Linked DNA regions of Mus musculus: all the other regions are linked to region 2. Evidence: chromatin contacts called from public HiCAR-type and HiChIP or PLAC-seq data. All regions are on one chromosome and are shown on one strand. Each heading gives the region's core, a stretch centred on a gene start, on an enhancer-like site or on the middle of the called end of the contact. The rest is flanking DNA. Distances are from core to core; before and after follow the strand shown. Region 1 overlaps Pld1 (phospholipase D1). Region 2 has its middle 4.8 kb from the start of Gm26040. Region 3 overlaps Gm42194 (a long non-coding RNA gene).

Region 1 (3,458 bases), core at 287-2,786, 120 kb after region 2:
TTCTTTCCAGCTTCTGGCTATTATAAATAAAGCTGCTATGAACATAGTGGAGCATGTGTCCTTATTACAAGTTGGAACATTTTCTGGGTCTATGCCCAGGAGAGGTATTGCTGGATCCTCCGGTAGTACTATGTCTAATTTTCTGAGGAACCGCCAGACTGATTTCCAGAGTGGTTGTACAAGCTTGCAATCCCACCAGCAATGGAGGAGTGTTCCTCTTTCTCCACATCCTCGCCAGCATCTGCTGTCACCTGAATTTTTGATCTTAGCCATTCTGACTAGTGTGAGGTGGAATCTCAGGGTTGTTTTGATTTGCATTTCCCTGATGATTAAGGATGTTGAACATTTTTTCAGGTGCTTCTCAGCCCTTCAGTATTCCTCAGTTAAGCATTCTTTGTTTAGCTCTGTACCCCATTTTTGTAATGGAGTTATTTGAATTTCTGGAGTTCAGCTTCTTGAGATCTTTGTATATATTGGATATTAGTCCCCTATCAGATTTAGGATTGGTAAAAATCCTTTCCCAATCTGTTGGTGGCCTTTTTGTTTTATTGACAGTGTCTTTTGCCTTACAGAATTTTTTAAATGAGGTCCCATTTGTCTATTCTTTGCAATTTTATGAGGTCCCATTTGTCTATTCTTGATCTTAAAGCACAAGCCATTGCTGTTCTGTTCAGGAATTTTTCCCCGGTGTGCCCATATTAATTTAAATCTTAAAGGGGATCATTGATAGCTGGTGGTTTTAAAGAAAAATATAAAAGCTATTTTACTCACTGATTGCTTATCTGTGCTGAGTGAAATATGGATAAAATCTGTATGAAGTCACACAGTTTATGTGTCCTGGCCAAATCATCTTGTTCGAATGTGCCTGGAGATTTTTATTTTTCCACCTGGCAATGACACACAGTGACAACATATCTCTGGTTGAAATAGAAATAAACAAACTGACAAAGAGTGCTATAACTGGGAAACCATCTCCAAGTCAGAGATCTAGGGGCTTTCCAAGAGCACATACACACAAGAAATATATTTTCTCTAATCATAAGGCCTATGGAGGCTATGAAGAAGGGTGCTTGATTTCTAAAACCCAGGGCTAGACTACGTGAGCCAACTAGACTTCCACCTTACGACAGTCAGGCAGTTCTCATTGTCCTGACAGACTGGTCGAGCACACCCTGCATTACGACTCCTTTGGCTCACATTAAGCAGCTAGCAGCACTTGGCTGGCTCTATGCCACCATATCTCAAACTGAGCTCTGAGCTGGTTAACTTTTTATCCCACATTGGCTTTTCATTCAAGGCACTGGAGATACCCCATGCCCATCAGGCAGTTTATGCCCCATCTGAGGACCCGGCAGCATGCCATGCCAGTTTTTCTCTTAGAGTGAATCTGAGACAAAGTTAGGGACAGCCCTTGGGCAAATGGAACACCTGGCCATGGCACACATCTAGAACCAAATCGTCCCAGAACACAAGACTGAGGGGGAGGACATGAACAGCCAAGAGCAGCTGTGCTGTTAGAGGTGCATGTCTGCCCGCACATCTCCAGTTAATCAGTGAATTCCATTCATACCTCAGATCGCTCTCCTCCCCATAGTCTTTGCTGTACAAAGTCTGGGAGGCTCTTGAGCCACAGTGTGGGATCCTGACAGACTTTATTTAGGGGACATTAGTAAGTTCTGCATTCTCTGCCTTTACCATCCTTAACCTCATGGGTTTTTTTTTTTTTTACCTTAGCCTTGCTTACTCAAGACACTGGCATGCATAGGTCTTGTGTTCATACATCAAACAGCAAGGGACAGGATAATCCCATCCATCCTGGGAATTCACTGTTTTCAGAATGACAATAAGAACTATCTTCTATCTTCCCAGGATTGCAGAAACTGAGAGAGTATTCTCCCACAGTTTATCAAATCACACACCTTTACTGGTTCTGAAGAACCCAAAGGAAGTTTGAGCTGATGTGTCCTGGAGTGGTACAGGGAGTGGTCACAATAGGAGCAGTGATGTACTGGTCATAGCAGTAATAACTGCCACTCAACAGATTTCCTGGTATGGCTACTCTTCTGAGTCTTTTATTCCATCCTCTTAGCTACCCCTAAAAGCTTGGCTGTGTTAATTATACGTGTTTTACAGCTAGCAACTACCCTAGAGAGTCCAGTAAGGCCAAATCAGCCACAGGATTGTGTCTTAGAGGAAGTTCAGTGCTGGAGAAGACAGGTATGATTGCTTTCTTAGGAAATGTCCCTGGTGTTCATTATACTAGTGACAAAAAAATCATATTAGTGCTGACATCTGTGCTGATATTCCCATCAAAGGTGTGCCTGTTAGTTAACCCCTGTCATTCAGGAAGGTGTGCCCTTCCTGTCCTTCCTCCACCTAGACATGTGTGAGCTTGTGCTCTGCTTTCCAACCAAAGTAGAGAGGTTGTCTGTGGCTAGTCAGTAATACCCGTGATGGGCTGGGGAGATGGCTCAGTTAGTGAACTAGCTGTTCACGAATACGAGGATCTTAGCAGTCATGTAGAGGAGAAAGAAATAATAAAAAAAGCTAGCCACAACCATACTCACCTGTGATCCCAGCACTGGGCTAGTAGACACAAGAGGATCCCTTGGGCTTGCTGGCCAGCCAGCATAGCTGAATCAGTTGAGAAAGATCCTGTATCCAAAATAAAATGGAGAGCGATGGAGGGGGACCCCTGACTTCAACCTCTGGTCTCCATAAGCTTGCACTTACATGTGTGCATGCATCCGTACCTCACACCACCCTCCCCAACACTCCCTACGAAAGCCTGGAGGTGGCCAGTTTGTGTGGATGGATAGAAAGCTTAGCAAATTGCACACTGTCTTAAAGCTAGTTTGGGGGATTTTCTAGACTTTCCAAGTCTAAAATTATCAAACCACTCAGCTAGGGAACTTGTTATTGTTTAGCTTTCGGCCCTCTTCATTCCTGCCCAGCATGACTTCCTGTTGATGAACAAAGCTTGGGTTATTCTGTCAATCCTCAGGGCTTTCTGAAGCTATGCATCCTGAAGTTTACTTAAAAATGTAAATACTCATTTAAAAAATGGAACATGAACAAATTATGCTCAATTTAGCAAAAACATAGAAGTTGGCAAAAAACATTTAGAAGGTTGATTGATTTATAGCAGTATAGCTCATGTAGAGTAGGGACTAGTTTTGCTTGTGTATCGCGCCCCCGCCCTTACCCGTCTCTGCTCACATGTATGTGGTGTGTGTGTGTGTGTGTGTGTGTGTAACCAGGTCTCATGTATCTCAGATTGGCTTCAAACTCAATATGTAGCCTTCAATGGTCTTGAACTTGTGATCCCCTTACCTCTATGTCCTAAATGCTACAAGTTCGGATTTGTGCTACCACACGTAAATTATACAGTGCTGGGTCTGAACACAGGGCTTTGTAAGGATTAAACAAGCTCTCTACCAGCTGAGTGCCCATTCTCA
Region 2 (3,272 bases), core at 551-3,050:
TGGTACCAGCCAGAGGTAGGGCCCTGTGGTGCAGCCTCTTGATGTGTTGGCCAGAGCCCTTAAAGCCTTGCCTTGGTTCAGGGCTGAACCAATTGGCTGGAATCCAGGTCAGGCTATGCCACTGGGGAGGCTGGGAGCGGCACTGCACTTGGCACGTTGTCCAAGATCACTGGGCTAGGCTGCAGCCTAGCTCGCTCAGGGTTCCTGTTCAGGCCTGTGAGCCTTCTCTGGCCTGTGCTGGTGCCTTAAGGACATCTTTTTGTCAATGCTGCAAGAGGATCTCTATGTTTTGGGGGTGGTCACTCAGGAGGCTCATTTTCCCAAGTTTCATAACCAGGCAGATTTTTCACATTTAAATTTCTGGGTCTACCCCACAAGGAGAATATCTACAAACTCACAGAGCTTCTTAGGAAAGTGTTATCATCTACTCCAACCTGTGTCCTAGGACAAGGCCTTTATAGCTGCTCCCGCTGCTTTGAAACAGTCTTTCTAAGAAGGAAGAGGAGGAGTGGGGGGAGGAGGAGGAGGGGAGCTAAAGAAACTCACAGGAAAGTTCTATGTCTCTCGAGGACCACACAAGTTCGTAGCTGACTCCCCACACCTTCTAGTGCTTATGTGAGTGTATGGGTGCTGGGGAGAGTAGACCCTTCCACGGAGATGCCAGCAAGTTGTACAGAGACTGGTAGAGTTCTGTTTCTTTGGTCTGCTATTACCCTCTCTGCCCAGGTGAATAGGCCTTTCTGTGCATGTCTCCAGAAAAGTCAGGACAGCAGAGTCATAAGACATTTGTTTCAGTCAGAAAAGGGCAGATGTAGCTCTGCCTAGGGATTGGCAGTTGGACACTGAAGCAAGGTTTAAATCCTCCTCCTTCCCCTTGGACCAGCCACAAGACAGTCAATAAATAGTAGTGAACCCTGACCTAGGTCTAGGGAGAGTCTACCATTCACTTCCCAGACTCCCCACTCCTGTTCTCCAGACTCTCCCCTCTCATTCTTCCCTCCACCTCCCTCTCCCTCCCCCCAACCCCCAATCCCTGTTACCCTCTCTTCCAAGGTGCTCTAGCCAAGGATATTAACAAAGAGGCAGGAGCTGAGCTAGGCAGGCCCTTCCTCTGCAGATTCTGGGACTTGCTGTGGCTGTCAGGCTTCTCTACTGTTGTGATTGTTTTTGTTTTTGTTTTCTTCCTTCATGGAACTGGATCGCTGCTCTGGTGTCATTTGCTTCATTGCATTGCAAGAAAATGATGTCATACTGTGGGGCCCTGGTCCATTTCCCAGCTTCTAACCTAAGTCTCCTGACCTTTCTCATCTGCCTGCTCTTGGAGAAAATGAAACACATTGAAGCATACAGGTCAGCAAACCTCAGGAAGGCCTCTGCGCCTCCAGGATGGGCAGGAACGTTAATGACCCCCACACAGCCTTATCTGGTTGTCACATGGCAAGGACCCCCTGCCTGAAAAATGGGGGAAGGAATGGCTTCGGGTTGTGCTTGCAGTTTCCTGGCAGAAGCCTTTCTTCCCTTACGGTGGCTTTAATTACTAGTGTCGGTGTTCAGTGTAATTCTGGCTCCTCCCATGGTTTCTGCTCTTTGTACTAAAGTCTGTCCGAAAACTTAAATCTTACACGCTGCACTTGTGTCTTCTTGTCTGAGGACCGGTGAGCCCTCAGCATGAGTGACATTATGGAATTACTTCCTGGCATGTCAAAGGCTGAAACTGCCCCGTCTTTCAGGATTGTGGAGAGCCAGGCTTGGACTGGATCGCTGCTCTGGTGTAAGTTTTCCTCTGCCAGGAAACCAGTGCTTGCGCATCATTTGCATACAGCCAATGAGAGCCATCTACTGTTCAGAGGAGGTTTTGGAGCTTGTATGACGACATCCTGGAAAAATCTCAGCTGGGGAAAGGCGACTTTTCCCCCCTCTCCCTAAGCCCCATCTTAAATAGTTTCCTTCCCACAGCCCATATGTCCACATTCAAAGTAAGAAACCCAGCCCATTCTCCTGCCCCGGCCCCTGTCCCTAGCTCAGGAATCTCGACAGCCACACAAAACTGGAAATTGGCTGTTTAAAACGAAGGTGCCATATTCGTTCCAGTCTGTAAACTAGACATTTTTTGGCACACAGCGCTGAAGAATTAACCCTTTGATTTCTCCCAGACAAGGGCACAGTAAAATGCCTGTTCTTTTCTTTGTGACCAGAATGGCAAACACCAACCTGTTGCAGTTCTTAACATCGTGAATGGGGTTCTGGTTAACCTAAGGCATATACGATTGTGCTATTTCACATAATTCCGCGAAAACTGGATAATGTTCAGGTTTCTGAAACTGTACACATTTCCCCCAGATTTTCTTCCCTCAGTTCTAGAAAGCAACTATTGGACTGTCCATGTCTTTGAGGGTGTGGTAGCACCCAGAGATCTGGCTTGTTGGTAAAATGTCTGAAGGTCAGCTTTAATTATTTCAGCACTGAGTGGGACACAAGAAAGCAAGATGTAGGTGCATGAATAAGCAGGGTGCCCCATACTGAGGGGAGAGCTTAAATGTTATTAACTCGGACATTATACTAACAAGTCCCTACGTGTGCAATCACCAGACCACGGCTAGAAATCTTATCGTTCCATTACGGGGCAGATAACAGTGTGGTGATCGAAGACCCGGGGCCTGGGAGACTTGCACTGGATTGCTAGATAGCAATGTTTCAGCCCTGTGCCCTTGAAGAAGTCACGAAGCCTCTCCCAATCACAGATATCAGATCTGCAAAATGAAGGTGTTTATGTCTTATGTCTGAAGTGTTATGTCTAAAGTGTTTACTCTGAATGTGTCCGTTTTCAGATGAGTGGGATCCATACTGACTGATGTTTGAAGACATGTACTAAGTGTGTGGAACGAAGCTCGAAGCCTTGAACTCTTACATGATGCGTCTGTGTGATGTGTACAGGTGTGCATGCACCACACTGCATGCGTGAAGTCAGAGGACCAAGTTGTGGAGTCAGTTCTCTCCCTCCCCATCAAATGGGTTCAACAGAACTGATCACAGACCTGGCTGTTAGAGTCCAAGCTGCACCACCGGGCTTTTTGTTATACGTTGAATCCCATTGATTCTTTCAGCAAGACTGAGTTAGCAATTCTGATGATCCCTATTTGACTAGGAGGAAATTGAAGTCTGTCTTAAAATGGAAGAGGAGGAAGCTTCCCTGCTGATTTGAAAGCCCAGTTGAGTTTCTGACTCAGAATAACCGTGTGTCGGACTGTAATGGGTAGCAGCAGCAACCTGGT
Region 3 (3,472 bases), core at 40-2,539, 81 kb before region 2:
AAGCTGAGCAGGAGACAGCAAGAGAGAAGGGGACCACAAAACAGGAGGAAGGTATCTGCAAGCCAGCGCACTCTGAGAACAGCTGCCAATCACCATGGACTAGGAAAGGCAAGCGAACATTCTCCCTGAAAGGGGGGGGGGGGGGAGAGAAAGAGAGAGAGAGTGAGTGAGCCAGGCTTTGCCAGCGCTTTGATTTTGTACCTCTCACTTCTGGAATTACGAGATAACAGGTTTCTACAGTTGTAAAGAGCCCGGTTCTTTTTTTGGTGGCTTGTTATGGCAGCTTTAAGAAAGAGAAATGGCGGAGCACATTGTCAGTCCATGTAGTTGGGTGGATGTGTGGTGGTGGTGGAGGTGGAGGTGGTGGTGGTGGTGGTGGTGGTGGAGGTGGAGGTGGAGGTGGAGGTGGAGGTGGAGGTGGAGGTGGAGGTGGAGGTGGAGGTGGAGGTGGAGGGAGGTGGAGGGAGGTGGTGGTGGAGGTGGAGGTGGAGGTGGAGGTGGAGGTGGAGGGAGGTGGAGGGAGGTGGAGGGAGGTGGAGGGAGGTGGAGGTGGAGGTGGAGGTGGAGGTGGAGGGAGGTGGAGGTGGAGGTGGAGGTGGAGGTGGAGGTGGAGGTGGAGGTGGAGGTGGAGGTGGAGGTGGAGGTGGAGGGAGGTGGAGGTGGAGGTGGAGGTGGAGGTGGAGGTGGAGGTGGAGGTGGAGGTGGAGGTGGAGGTGGAGGTGGAGGTGGAGGTGGAGGTGGAGGTGGTGGTGGAGGTGGTGGTGGAGGTGGAGGTGGTGGTGGTGGTGGTGTGGTACTGTTTGCTTTTTTAGTAAAAAATTTGCCCCAGGGCAGGCCATGTATCTGGTCCTTTCTATACATAAGACTTAAAGTCTTCCTTAGCAGTCCTGTCTCTTTCTTTTCTGGCCTTGCCTTGTGGTGCTGCAAACCTTCCTCCCCCCACCCCCACCCCCTTCATCAGAAGAGGCCTTTTATTCGGAGGTTTACTTAGAAATGTTAGTGCCACAGTGCGGTTGAAGAGCTCTCTGAATGAGGAGACAGAGCAAAGCCTCCTGCTTCGGGCCTGTTTGGGGAGGCTCAAACCCAGCTGGGTGGCACCGATGAAAGGAAGCCAAGTACGGTGAACTGGGCCTCCCTTCAGTGTGGAAGTGCTTGTGACGCTGGCATAATGGATGCTGTATAAGAAGTCTGCTGAGTTCTCCCCTCTGGAATCTCCGGGGCGCCTGACAGAGCCCTTACCCTCCGCAGGGTGGAGGACCGAGGGGCCCCTCTGTGCCTGCATCCCAGCCCTCTGCCACGTCTGGGTCGGGGCTGCCTGATCTCAATGAAGGATTGTTCTCCTGCAGCCAGTGGCCAGCAGAGCCGCCAACTGCAACACGAAAAACAGCGCCGCTTTTAAAGCAGAGCAGAAAGGCGTGGAGTCAAGGACACAGGGATTCCATCTTAAACACACTGCAGGTCTGTCTTACCGCTCCCTCAGATGCTTCCAGAAGCCTGATGCTTCCAGAAGGCAGACTCCTCCAGGCTCCACCTCCAGAGGAACAGAAATAGGTGTCTCCATGCCCAGCCTTTGGAAGAAACTCTTCATTGGGCAGGCTCAAGGCCCAATCTTTTCTTTTCCAACAACACACCCTGAAAGCTGTACTTGACTCACTGTCTTCTAAAGGCACGGTGTGGACATCCGGGATGTGCCACCCTTTGAGGCTCACAGAAGAGATGGCAGGGAACCACATAAGGGGCCGAGGAGATGGATCAGCTATTAAGTACACTGGTTGCGCAAACCTGCTGGCTTGATTTTATCCCTGGAAGGAGACCACAGACTTTACAAGATGTCCTCTGATCTACACACATATGTCTTGTCACGGATGTCCCTCCCTATCCCAATCATGCCTGCATATACTTTAGTAATAACAGTGTTAAAATATGTAGCTATTACACACATACTTCTTCCTACCAAGATGAAACGTAATTACCTGGTCAAATGCTCACATTTAACTAATCGGAAGAAACACTTTAAAAAGCAAGTGTTAAAATATTTTCCATATAATGCCAAGTAGGAAAACCCAAAGAATTAATTTGCTGCAAATAGCGTTTTTTTTTTCTTTTTTCTTAATGAAAGTCAGCAAAATTATGAAGCTTTTTTAGTGACTGGATCACTATGAATAAAACCGTTGCTCCAAAGCCAAGCTTGTTACTATTGTCCGTGGGCTGGTCTCAGAAGTCCCGGGGTGCTTGGATACAGAGAAAATCGAGACTAAAAGAGAAATCACATTTTCTGCTGGCACGGAAAGAAGGTGAAATGGGGTGGCTTCTGGCTGCTCTCAGGGATTCAGACAAATCGTTTTTATTTGAAAAAAACAAAAGAAACCATTTCTCTTTTTGTGCCCTCATGAGGGCCTTCGCATGTGTAGAGCCTGCCTCTTCTGACTACTGTTGGCATGTCTTCCTTGAAACAGCTTCACACATAGGAATCTCTCTTTTGCCAGCCTGGAGGGCAAAGAAACAAGTGTAGATACAATAACTATATGGACTTTCTGGATGAACTCCCATAGGGATTAAAAATAGCATTCCCATGAGCAATCACAGCGTGAATGGGTCTGGAAAAGGCAACCTTATAAAACCACAGGTGCACCCTTTTGAAAAGACGCCCATTGTACATCCCTACTGTTCCTGCATTGCACAGAGCTGGATGCTGGAGAGTAATATTCACTGTGTCTGCAAAGGAAATGCTGCAACACTCGCCTTATTTGGACTTTAGTTTAAAAGGCCACCTGTCTAATTTACCAAATAAGTATTACTTACCCCGTCCCTTTTACAAGATCAGGTCCTGTTGCTCTGATTGAACAAATCTGAGACTTGAATTTGCCCGAAAAAGAACTAATTGAAGTGATTTGCTGTTTTCTTCCATTATCAAATTAGAAGGGAACAAAGCTAGAGTTTAACATCCAGGTCTCATTGGCTTGCTGATTGTGTTTGAATGCTGTGTTTTCACTAAAGAAACAATGTTATGTTCTCAGAGTCTTAAAATGGGCTGGCCAGATTACCGAATCAAATCTATAGTAGGAAGTGCAGAGCTGAACAATATGCTGGCTGGTATGTTTTGACTGTGCTGTTTCCATGGCAATAAGCATGAACACATTAAGGAAAATATGAACAATTTGTCTTAAGGTTAGGATTTGTCAAATCTTATTTAGCTTAGTTAAATTTTAAATTAACGATAGTTCAACTGATTAAAATGTTTTCCCAGAAATTCTTACATAAAAATCTATTTTATTTACTGATTTTTTAAAACAAATAAATGCACTAATTATTAGGGTAGACTGGCTGTGGACTGAGAATTTTATGCTTACTTAAATTACACTGTCAAGCAATTTGACAAAGGCTACGTTGGTAAGAAGTCAGAACAACTAGCACTTAGATTTTTAAACAAAGTATAAATCACATTTCTCTTTTATGTCTATGCATATGAGTG

What was found. HiCAR-type assays count read pairs that join an accessible place to other places. HiChIP or PLAC-seq counts read pairs in DNA pulled down with a chosen protein or histone mark.
Region 1: a contact with region 2 is called in an H3K27ac HiChIP or PLAC-seq map of extraembryonic endoderm stem cells. The contact joins two enhancer-like sites. A contact is called at or near these places in 3 of 39 promoter capture datasets (the 3T3-L1 cell line, 3T3-L1-derived adipocytes and the HPC-7 cell line), 11 of 484 Hi-C or Micro-C datasets (cortical neurons, liver, muscle stem cells and 4 more), 2 of 115 datasets of contacts at active chromatin or transcription factors (extraembryonic endoderm stem cells and heart atrium) and 1 of 9 other capture datasets (adipose tissue).
Region 3: a HiCAR-type map of astrocytes shows a contact between it and region 2, with 5 times the contacts expected there. The contact joins two enhancer-like sites. A contact is called at or near these places in 2 of 39 promoter capture datasets (3T3-L1-derived adipocytes and liver), 1 of 15 datasets of contacts at CTCF or cohesin (the NIH/3T3 cell line), 5 of 484 Hi-C or Micro-C datasets (brown adipocytes, cortical neurons, liver and 2 more), 7 of 115 datasets of contacts at active chromatin or transcription factors (astrocytes, bone marrow-derived macrophages, craniofacial prominence and 4 more) and 1 of 9 other capture datasets (embryonic stem cells).

Annotation. Positions count from the first base shown.
Region 1 is chr3:27,986,800-27,990,257 of GRCm38.p6, forward strand. The region is part of intron 2 of Pld1 (phospholipase D1); the gene reads left to right. Among named protein-coding and RNA genes, the nearest start is that of Pld1, 50 kb to the left of the region's middle. Within about 2 kb of position 1,537, at least 42 of the 459 cell types and tissues checked have an H3K27ac peak or open chromatin away from gene starts, as enhancers often do. A contact at or near this core is called in extraembryonic endoderm stem cells, heart atrium and muscle stem cells, where this site is marked.
Region 2 is chr3:27,861,696-27,864,967 of GRCm38.p6, forward strand. No RefSeq gene overlaps it. Among named protein-coding and RNA genes, the nearest start is that of Gm26040, 4.8 kb to the right of the region's middle. Within about 2 kb of position 1,801, at least 169 of the 459 cell types and tissues checked have an H3K27ac peak or open chromatin away from gene starts, as enhancers often do. A contact at or near this core is called in astrocytes, extraembryonic endoderm stem cells, heart atrium and 1 more, where this site is marked.
Region 3 is chr3:27,781,047-27,784,518 of GRCm38.p6, forward strand. All of the region lies in intron 1 of Gm42194 (a long non-coding RNA gene), which reads left to right. Among named protein-coding and RNA genes, the nearest start is that of Gm42194, 4.9 kb to the left of the region's middle. Within about 2 kb of position 1,290, at least 67 of the 459 cell types and tissues checked have an H3K27ac peak or open chromatin away from gene starts, as enhancers often do. A contact at or near this core is called in astrocytes, where this site is marked.